2 separate regions of the Zea mays genome follow, and region 2 is linked to region 1. Evidence: chromatin contacts called from public Hi-C data. All regions are on one chromosome and are shown on one strand. The core of a region is the stretch at or near the end of the contact, and the rest is flanking DNA. Distances in the headings are between cores, read along the strand shown.

What was found. A called contact is a pair of places that touch in the nucleus more often than the background predicts.
Region 2: a contact with region 1 is called in a Hi-C map of ear, with 2.2 times the contacts expected there. The contact joins the promoter of LOC100383201 here to the enhancer-like site in region 1. A contact is called at or near these places in 3 of 25 Hi-C or Micro-C datasets (ear, leaf and tassel).

Annotation. Positions count from the first base shown.
Region 1 is chr7:103,161,715-103,167,437 of Zm-B73-REFERENCE-NAM-5.0, forward strand. No RefSeq gene overlaps it. Among protein-coding and RNA genes, the nearest start is that of LOC100192014, 26 kb to the left of the region's middle. Within about 2 kb of position 2,832, at least 9 of the 20 cell types and tissues checked have an H3K27ac peak or open chromatin away from gene starts, as enhancers often do. A contact at or near this core is called in ear, where this site is marked.
Region 2 is chr7:103,404,574-103,410,415 of Zm-B73-REFERENCE-NAM-5.0, forward strand. LOC100383201 reads left to right here and starts at 2,057. Exons shown (of 10, transcript NM_001175863.1): 1 at 2,057-2,182; 2 at 2,268-2,544; 3 at 2,865-2,988; 4 at 3,113-3,232; 5 at 3,536-3,653; 6 at 4,458-4,876; 7 at 5,053-5,353; 8 at 5,448-5,544. The coding sequence starts at 2,087.

The sequences.
Region 1 (5,723 bases), core at 1,582-4,081:
TTCCAGTTATTTTGTTATTCTATTTATGTTCATGTCAAGATCATTAATGTTAATTAGAACATGGAGCTTAACTTGAGAAACATGTGCCACCACAAGGGTTTAATGGGACGCCCTTGGCCAACTAACTAGAAAAGCTAGTGAAGACTACCTTACCCGAAAGGGGCAATGGCAGTAGGGGATTGCATGCAAGGAGGTTCTCGGGTTGATTTTGCTGCGATGGCGGTCAGACGGGGGATTCTTACAAGTGCTCTTCCTATAAACTGTAGCGGATTTTCGGAAGCTAGTGGAACTTTGTAAAGGCCTCGTAGTGGATCCCTAGCCATTCACCTCAGTAGTGTCTAAGGGTCTGGCTAACCCTAGCGACATGGGATACACGACTTGTGGGTACAGGGTACAACCTCTGCAGAGTGTAAAACTGGTATACTAGCCGAGCTCACGGTCATGAGCAGCTCAGGACTCTCTGATCATTTAAATATGGAACCTAAACTCAATTTGTCATTTGCATTGTATGGGATTTGTTAATTAATTTTGTTCTATTATTATTTATTATGGTTTGGTATTTACTTACATCTAGTAATTGCTAATAAAATTTTGACCAACTTATTAAAGGCAATGCTCAGCTTTAACCCCTATTGTTGATTAGCCTTACACATCACATGAACTCCCACCTTTGGTGAGTTCATGCCACATTATTCCCCACAACTTGTTGAGCTATGATCCTGTGTGAGCTCACCCTTGCTGTCTCACACCCCGGCCCCCCATAGGAGAAGAACATGTGGTTCAAGAGGAGCCACAACGAGGAGTTCGATTCGATCTAGGTGGCGTCTCCCAGTTGACTTTCTGGCGCCAAGGATGGATTTTAGATCCTGTTATATTTATCTTTTATTTTGTAAGACTTCTGCTATGTAATAGGTACTTTGATTATTGTGACATTTATCTCTATACACTATGTTATTATATATGTTGTCTTCTTTGCCGCATGTATGAGATGCACCCGGCTTTGTCCCTTAAAGCCGAGTGTGACATTTCATGACTTTACAAGGTATGGTACTCATGTATGGAGCACTTGATTGTTCCCCTCTTTATAGTATGAGTACTTATTCTAAATCCAATCACACACTCTATTATATCTTGATCAGCAAACAAAATCCCTAGCTACACCTTTGTCTTGAGCCCTTGCATTTTGTTTTCTTCTTCTTTTCATGTTGAGCACTTATTGTTCTTTATGGCTAAGATCATACTTTCTATGATTATCATTCCTTTTCAATCTTGGATATAGAACTAGTCTATCTTATTTATAATACTTAGAATTGAGATAAGTCTACTAGTGGTTTCAATTACCAAAATCACACGAGAGCTTTCACCTCCCTCCTACATATGTTCATAGGGCCATAGGAGTCATAGACTCACATGGCCACAACAGGCATGGCCGACGACCAGCCCTACCCCGGGCAGTGCGAGTGCAACCCTGACCTTGCCCAACACGAGCATGGCCCTGATTGGTGGGCTTGGCCTCGTTAGGGTTTGTTTGGGTAATCTCGGATTGAAGTGGATTGAGGTGGTATGTGGTGTATTGAAGTGTAATATGAACTAATTTTTTTTCAATCCCCTTCAATACACCTCAATACACTTCAATCCCTATGTACCCAAACAAAGCCTTAAGTGAGTGCACGTCCAACCATAGGGGCATGGTGGCATGGCCTAGCTAGTGGAGCGCATAGATGTCCATGGGGGCATGGTGGCTAGGGATGCAGGCGTGGTCGATCGGAGGGCTGAGGCGCGTGCTACCGGCGAGGGTTGCTAGTGAAGGGCGGTGTTTCTCTCGTGATCGAGATGGGGTGGCGTGGCTCTGGTCGATGACAGGAAGAGAAGGCGATCAGAAAAAATTTAGAACAACCCATTTTTCGTAATTAGTTGTATGGTGGGTAATTTTGTTCAACTTCATTAAAAATGAATTTGGTGGAGCGCCCATCGGGGAGCTCCAGCCTATTTGGGAACATTGTTTTTAAAAACCACAATTTACTAAATGTCATATGACACAACCATGGTATATTTTCACATCAACCTAATCCAACACTCGTTTGGAGAACACAATATTTTGGTTGCGGCATAGGAGGGAAGGATAAAGTGCAAGACCGTAGTCGTGCGCCAGCGAAAAGTTTTGGTCTAGACCAAAGTTTTTTTAGAACCAAAATATTATGGTATTGGTGAAACCATGATTTAAAATATAGAGTTTCCAGATATGATTTCGTACACGTTTTGTCCTAAAATATCATGGTGTACTGAAATACCACAGTATCATATTGGAATTAGGAAAATAATGTGTTTCCAAACAGACTCTAATGTATTAAATCTGGGGGCCAAATCTATAGTTTTGGTGGATCAGATCCACGGTAGAGCGAGCTGGTAGCATTTTGGAGGAAAAATTGAACCTATATCTATATTTTTTTAATCTAGAGTTGACGAAACTCTATCCGTCTGATTTGGTTTGGTTTGCCAGGTGCGAGGCTCACCATCTGCTAGTCCTGCTCCCCCCGATCGATCGAGAAATCCGTGCTTGAACAGAGTAAAACGATTCAGGAGCAGCTGAAACTGCAGCGAGCAGTCTGTGTTTTCCAGGTCCAGCTAGCGCCATGGTGCCCCCCTTCGGGCGTGGAAAGCAGTGCCGCAAGCTCCTGCTCGCTGAAAATGAGCACCACCCATACGTATGTATGATCTCCTGCAGAAGCAGAACAGTGGACGGGACTGTCGAAGCGCATGGGCAGCGGCGGCGGCGACGCGCCCATGCGTGGGCAGCAGCTCCGATCCATGGCGCGCACCACAGACCGCACCCACAGGCTTGCGTTTGGCAGGCCCAGGCGGGGCGGCACGTACCTTTGCTCTTGTTCCACGACAGGACAGAGCAGGGGAGTAGATTCGTGGCTTTAAAAACCCATGGACGGACGGACGGACGGATCGCGCCCCATTGCGTTGGCTCCGGCGCCATCACGTTGTTTACTGGTGTGGGGGTAAACTCGCAACCCCCCTCCCTCCCTGCCACGGAATTCAATTCCGATCGCATGGCCTCCGCCCTGGAGACACGATGAGATCGGGGAAAGACAACCACCTCTGGCCCCGCCCGGGTACCGAACTTGTAGCTCGTTCGTTCATTGGCCCGATACTCCGATCTGGAGCCGCGGATCGGATGGCCCTCCAGTCGATACGACCGAAGGTTGCAGATAGGACGAGATGAGAGAGGCATGCCAGCAAATAGTGGTGGAGGACGAACCAAAATTAAGGTATTGCTAAATTAATAATGAAAAAAATTCATAACACAGTCTAAAGCAATTCATAACTACAAAATAAGTGATGAACAAGAGTCATAGCGATCATAATATATTTACATCCAAATGTTATATAGCGATAAAATCTGGAAAAGAGAAAATGGACTAATAATGATAAATTGAAATAAAAACTGTGAAATAAGTGAAAAGATATATCTTCAGTTGAGTCTAATCCTAACCGGTAAAAGGTTGTTGTACATATCTACACTTGCATTTACACGGTTTGTGAGTAGCTGATGTGGAAGAACGAGTTGAACACATTGTTTGGTTGCGCATCGCATTTTAGTTCTTAGCGTGCGAAAATAGCTAGGTGCTCCTGGATGGATGTTTCAGTTTTCAGGGTGCCTGTAAAGGCAGGCCGATAGCGTACGATCTTGGCAGCCTAAATATGATAAATTAGTGATAGAATTTCATCATAAAATTCATCTGGTTCCAGTTTTGCGCTTACAACGATCAAAAAATCAGGCAAGCAAGGCCACCAACATGGTCCCCCAAGCAAAATATTCTGAGAATCAATCGGGTTGGGTGTTCTAGAATGAACTAATAACCTATCGGATGAACTAATAATACTAATAATCTTTGGAGGCCGTAGAGCTTTTAGTTGCTTCTTGCTGGTTGCTCTAGGCGGCTAGCGGGACGGGCGGAACACCGCCGAACAGGAGCTAGGCAGAGGAGAGTACTAGGCTCGGGCAGGGAGCGGGGGCGCACCTCGGCACGGCGGCACCGGCCGCACGACGCCTAGGCAGACGTTGGAACATGGCGCTGGAGAAGACCTGGCAATGCTGGGCAGCGCCGAGTAGAATATGCGGAGCTCGGTGTCAGAGGTCCTGAGCGGGGAGGAGCTCGATGGTCCGACGCTGATGAGTCGGGAGAGGCCGGAGGTGGACGGAGCAACGCTGCGACAGAGCTGGCGGATGCATTCTTGCGAGGGGAGCCTCGGCGGCTGTGTTCTTGTTTGCGAGTGGCTAGAGCAGGAAGCTTTAGGGTTAGGACTCGATTTGTTCCTTGTGGTTAATTTCTTGGGCTACGCCAAGGTATTGTCCAAGCAATACAAAGCCATACTGGGCCCTCCGCCCCTGAGTCCAGAAGCTTACGTGCACGGAGAAGAAGAAATGTGTGATGTGCACGGAGAAGAAGAAATGTGTGATGTGCGATGGGGATAAAAATCAAGAGAGGATATTTTCTTCTTTTTTTGTAATTGGAGAGAAAACAAATATAAATACAATCCTAGATATCAGGTTTTTTTGGACAAGATACATAAATGATCAGACCTAAAATTTGTCAGGCTACAATGTTTAGGCAATATTTGATTTGGTGAAGATTCCTAGAATCAGATAAATTTATACCAGTTATTTATACCCGAACATTGAATTTCTCTGCCGTTGAAAAATTGTTGGAAAACAAAACTCAATTATAAATCTTCGAACACGATTTCTCAATTAACACACAGGGTCAAGATTATTTTGAACTGAAAACTTTATTTGTCGAATTTTAAATAAATTTGTTTGGGGCAAAATTACAAGGCTGAGTTTTAGCCCGACGTCGACGGATCAAACCAAACGATATTGGATTCGATATTTTAATAGACATTCGATTTAGTTGAACCTAAACGAATTTCATCGCTATCTGAACATTCAGCTAGAGAGCAGCTCAATTTATAACTCTACGCCTTATTTTTCTTGGATATGGATTGTGGTCGAATTTATAAAATCGAACTCTTTCTGAAATCACATTCACGTACTCGATCGATCTGAACAACATAGACTCAACGTCTTGAAAGATTTTTAAAGTCCAAATTTCTCTAATTTTTTAAATGACTTAGATAGACGAAGACATATACGATATTAAGATCGTGATAGACAAAGATGACTAGAATTCAGTGACCATTTTATTTACTGATATCTCGCGCTTAAATCCATACTTGTTGTCGTTCGCAATATAAACACTAGGGGTGTTACATTCATCGTAAATTGTGTCACGACCGGGCGAGAGAGAGGCGATTGCGAGCACGACGAGGGTAGACACGAGCAACATGGCGTTTGCGAGGAAAGACATTTTAACGATCCCGTGAAAAGGACACGAGGTCTAGAACGGGCTCGACGAGAGGAACACACACACATATATATATATATATATATATTATTGAGTTTCCAAGATTTTGTAGTTTTCGCAAATACTAAATTTTAAGTATTTAATTATTATTAGAAAAACTAAAGTTCATATTTTAATACTCGAAGAAATGTTTGAAGGTTCCCGAAAGCCTCTGGAAACAAGATCAAGATAAATCGATATAGTTTGAAAAACATTTGCACTCATAAATATTATGCAACGACATGAATGCAACAATCAAAGCTTCTTTAGGATTTTATTTTGCTATGCCAAAAACTCATATATATATAT
Region 2 (5,842 bases), core at 807-3,306, 240 kb after region 1:
CAAGCGCATCCACCCTGGGCGCAGGACAACACGAAGGCCGCGACTTCCCCTTTTGCTGTTCTTCCCCCCTTTGTGTTCCGTCTCGCGCCGACCCATCTGGGCTGGGACACGCAGCGACAATTTACTCGTCGGTCCAGGGACCCCCCGGGGTCGAAACGCCGACATCACTATATTTTACTGAAATGACAATAAATAGTCCATATCTAATTATGGTCAAGACCCTCGCCTTCGTGCAAAGCTAGATACCAATGTATTGGCAAATTTATTTGAATGTTGGCTTGACATGGAGTATAATATTTCAGATTGCAGCCAAGTAAGCTATACTCCTTTTGTTTAACTTACAGATTCTATTGCCCTTTTGTTTCTTGGGTCACTTCAGTTTATATGTATTTAACATGAACACCAGAAGCATCTATATATGGTGTGTTTGGTTTGTGGAGTCACTCTATGCTTCATGAGGTGATGCATCATAAATTTATTCCATTAATTTTGGTGGAATCAACCCACTCCTCATGTATATACTAATTATTAGCTTATGAAGAATGGGGTGGTGATGGATCAATCCATTCTATTCCATAAACCAAATAAAAAAGTGAGGAGTGAGAAGAAGATGGATCACTTAATTCCTCAAACCAAACACACTCATAATAGACTCCATGCCTCTACCATCATGGTTTAAAGGGTAACGATCCAAGCATTCATTATATTCATAAAACACATAGTATTGCCATAATATGAATGCCACCATAGAATTGGCCAATCCTACATGGAAGGACGATATTTATATGTGGCATCGTATAGTACCATCATGGGTTCCAAAAACATTAAACTGGTAATTTCTTATACCTTGAAGTCAACTAAATAATTTTGGCTATATATATGTAAGAATGAGTTATTTTAATTTGTAGGGATTTGTCAGGCTTTCTTGTTATCAACTTTATGCACTCGTGGAATGGTAAAAGGTTATCCTGCATTTCCACTGTGAGTAACTGTGTAGTTCTAATACTTGGTCAATATCATTTTTTCTATAACTAATTGTTTTTACTAAATTTAATGTTGTCTTATACCGAATGTACAGACTTCAAGTGTACCGAGGACCAAATTCTTGGTAGAATTGATGAAGTACAGACTGAATGTAATGACAATATTCTAGAAGAACTACAAAATATTATTAAGCACGTCAGTGTTTAGTTGCAAACAATATGAAGTACGAGAATACAACATATGTGATGTTATTTGCAAATACTCGAGTTTAGGATAAGAAACAAAGATTCCGAATTTTTGCTCTCACTTATTATTCTCGTCCTTTTGGTATGAATTTTAATGTATATTCACTTCGTTACCATTCAATCCTCGCAATGCACAAACATTGTACTCACTTCTTAGGGTTTGTTTGGTTTGACTTTTGGCTTTGGCTTTTGCCCCCCTAAAAGCCAAAAGCCAACCAAAGGGCTGGATCCAGGAAGCAGCTTTTTCTAAAAGTCGACTTTCTCGTAGTGCAAATCTGAAAGCACCCCTGGACCTGCTTTTAGTGGCTTTTCAGATGGAACTATGAAAACATATATCGAAGAATTTTTAATGACTTTTAGTGGTTTCCACCAAACGGTTTTTAGCTTTTTAACAACTTACAACATACAGTAGATTTTTCCACAGCTCACAGTCCACATCAACTTTTTTCACAGCCACAACCCAACCAAACATACCCTTAGACTTTGTTTTTTGGTTTTCACATTGTATTGTAAATTGATTTGTATTAGTTTAATTCTTCATTGGTTGTTGCCAGAGAGTTTATAAGATTGAGATTGATAATATGTGTTATTTGTTTTTATATAATTATTGTGCACTAATATTTTGTATGTCGTTGCAACGCACGGGCACTTGATTAGTCGTCATATAATGTATTACCTTATCTAGAATAGATTGACTCTTTGAGCCAAACACCCCCTACTTTTTTGGCCCAATCAAATTTGGGGAACCCTGGCCCAATTAGAGTAAAGCACACAAAGAAACGGGCCAAAAGGACTGTAGATCCGAAGTTTGTCACTGTCCCGTTCGTCGTGTCCCAAAGTCCAAAACCCAACCCACAATGGCCGCCACCTCGCCGGCCCCGGCGCCGCCGCGCATCCTCCTCGCCGGGGATGCCCACGGCCGACTCCACCAGCTCTTCAAGCGCGTCAAATCGGTGGCTACCCCCTCCTCCCACCATTATCTCTTCCTCCTCTTGCTGGTGTCGTCGGTCCGTAACACCGTGCGCTGCCCACCCGCAGGTGAACCAGTCAACGGGGCCGTTCCACGCGCTGCTCTGCGTGGGGCAGTTTTTCTCCCCCGAGGGTGCTGCAGAGGGCTCACCGGAGGACGTCACCGACTACCTCGAGGGGCGCGCTTCCGTGCCCATCCCGACCTACTTCACCGGCGACTACGGCCCAGCCGCGCCGCGATTGCTATCGAAGGCCGCCGCTGGTGCTCGCGGGTTCGCACCCGGTGGCATCGAGATATGCCCCAACGTCTTCTGGCTTAGGGGAAGCAACCGCTTCACCCTCCACGGTGTGTTTTCTTGGTCTGCTGCTAATTGATTTCATTATACAAGGCCAAAAGATTTGCTACCAGCTAGTTAAATTTTTTGACAGAGATACTGTGGAGTTAGTCGAATGTTGCACTATATCGCACTCAGGCAACTAAGCAGGAGTCGCCTCTCGTGGTTGAAGATACTAAAACCTGTTCGTATAATTGGACATCCTTAAAAGTGTTATGGAACCTCATTGAACAGTGTGTAGTGAACTAGTGATGCCTGAAAGTCTGAATGTGAACTGATTTAGTCTCACCTTTCCTCTAGCACACCCATACATAATGTTTCCTGTCTGTAGGTTTGTCGGTGGTTTATTTGTCAGGGAGGAAAGGGTTAGGAGGGCCTGGCTGTTACAGCCAGGATGATGTGGATGCCCTACGGGCTCTTGCAGAAGAGCCAGGGATTGACGATCTGTTCTTGACATATCCTTTTTTCCCTTATACTGTTTCTTTCACTGCTTGCTAATATTAATATTGAGTTGCTTTGTGTTAGCATCTATTCTGGATGCATCAAATTTAGGTTCCCTTGACAGTAACGAGATTGCACTAATGAATGGCCGACTGGAGTGGTCAGTGGGTCTGACACTTCCAATGTGCCTAATCAGGTTTTGGATCCCAATGGGTATGATCCTATTGTTGCTGAATTGGTTGCTGAGATTAAACCAAGGTTTGGTTCTGACTTCCTAGTTCATACACAAAAAGGAAATGGTTATTGAGAAAGTCAACTTAAAGCATTAACATGCAGCTTCCGTACGGCTGTAATGCTGATATTGTAAAAAGGGCAGACCCAGTCCCAGAGGCTCCCACATGAGTGGGGTCTAAGGAAGGGATATAAACAATAATATTTTTATTATAATATATATACTCTGTTGCTGACTACTAAATTAAGCTGATCAGTGATTTGTGCATTATGTAGCAGAAAACATAATGTAAGCTTATCCAGATTTGTGACATCGTTTGGTTCATGCAGATATCACATTGCTGGCACAAAAGGTGTCTTTTACTCAAGGGAACCATATGTCAATGATTCTGCTGCTCATGTTACCCGCTTTATTGGACTTGCTAATGTTGGAAACAAAGAGAAGCAGGTATCTATATACAGATCAAACCAACTTCTTGTTCAAAAAAGAAAGAAAACCTGTTCGTTCATATTTATACTACCTTTTTATCCTCTATAGTATTTTGCACACTACTGTATCCAAGATTATTTGGACATGGACATGGTTCCCACTTCTCAGAATGCAATTTGGACTACTTTTTTTTGTCATCAAAAGTATCTGTTTTAAAACTACTTTTCAAGACAAACCTACTCATATCATTTTCAAATATATCCAAATTCAACACGCAAAAAGGTAAATTTGAATCGAAATTTGAAATAGTAGACTGCACACAATCCAAAAATCGCTTATTTATGACCGGAGGGGATATGTTTTAAGATTGAGTTGGTTAGGTGGTCTGAGTAGTACTCATCAGGTCTTGAGTTTGATTCCTTGTGGGAGCGAATTTCAGACCATAGTTAAAAAATTCCCTCGTCTGTCCCATGCCAAAGCACATGCTTGGTCCCGGTCGTTCTCACATGGGATATGGTGCCGCTGTGTATGGGTGGGGCAAGGGTTCGGGGGTTTTCTCGACCTGCGTGAGAAGGTATTCTTAATACAATGCCTAGGGGCTGTCTTACTCCCCGCAGGTCGAGTTCCTTCCGAGATATAAAAATCATTCATGCATTTTTATCTTCAGTAACTTAGTATATGTGTCAAATAACTAATTGCTTCCCAGTTATATGTTACCTACTAGCCAAAAAATTCTACTTCAAATGTGCTACATCATTGATACATTGTAATTACCTAGCAATTTAAGTCATTAATTGTGTACTTATTGCATATACTTTTCAGAAATTTATTCATGCGATTTCTCCTACTCCAGCATCTGTCATGTCCAGTGCTGATATCAATGCCAAGCCTCCAAACGCCACTTTGTCACCATATGTTGGTTCAGCAAAATCAGTTCCTATCGAAGAAGCTCCAAAACGTGCAGCGGAGAACATAGATTCACAATATTGGCGTTATGATGTCAAGCGGCAAAGGCATGGGGAAGCTGGTGGGGGTGGATTGTGTTTCAAATTTGTATCCTCAGGATCCTGTCAAAGAGGGAGTAGATGCAGTTATAGGCATGATGAAGAGGCAGTGGAGCATTACCAGAGAAATGTCTGTTTTGATTTTCTAAACAAAGGAAAATGTGAGAGGGGCCCAGAATGCAAGTTTGTTCACAGTCTTTCTGGGGAGACTGCTCTAAGGGATGCAAGACCTCCTAGGTGAGAAAAGCAGCACAATCTTTTTTTCTTGAATACGCATGAGGGCTGCGTATCATTTCATTAAAAGAAGAAGATAACAAAACAAGAATACAAGCAGTACACAATCTCTTTTTCTGACTCTGTAGGCATGCCTTTTGTTTTAGTATTTACCTCATTCTGTATTTTTCGAACTCCAGTGAAAGAAGACGAGTGGAGAGCAGTTGCTGGTTCTGCTTGTCGAGTCCAGATGTCGAGTCACATCTTGTCATTAGCATCGGTGAAGGTTACTACTGCACACTTGCAAAGGGGCCACTTGTTCCAAATCACGTTCTAATGATTCCCGTGGAACACTGCCCCAGTACATTGATGATGCCTCCGGAAGCAGAGGCAGAACTTGGGAGATATAAGATTGCTCTGAGTAAGTACTTTGAGAAGCAAGGAAAAACTGCAGTCTACTTTGAGTGGGTTTCACCACGCTCTCACCATGCAAACCTGCAGGTATGGATGCTTCACACCTGATATGAAATTTACAATTGTGCCGAAACTTTGCCATGATCATGCTACATGGTAATCCTCCCAATTTCTTGCATAGGCTGTTCCTGTACCATTGTCTAAAGCAGACGCTGTTAACAAGATATTTCATCTAGCAGCCAAAAAACTGGGATTTGAATTCTCTATGGTGAATCCAGGTGAGACTGCATTTTTCCTCCTCCTTTTGGTTGTTTGATTAAACAAATGAAAAGACATGACCACACGCAGTAGGGAAGAAATATGCTCTTCATTATACAGTAGTAAAAAAATGCATTTTTCTGAAACATAACACATTGCTTGTCGCACATGGTTGACAATTTAAATATTTAATATTATATTTGTTCAACATTGTTTGGTATGTCCATCACTTGTTTGAACACTACTTACACCATTGTTGTATATGTCCTTGATGAGTCCAACATACTTAGCTGGAACTTTATGTTTGTCTGAAGCCCA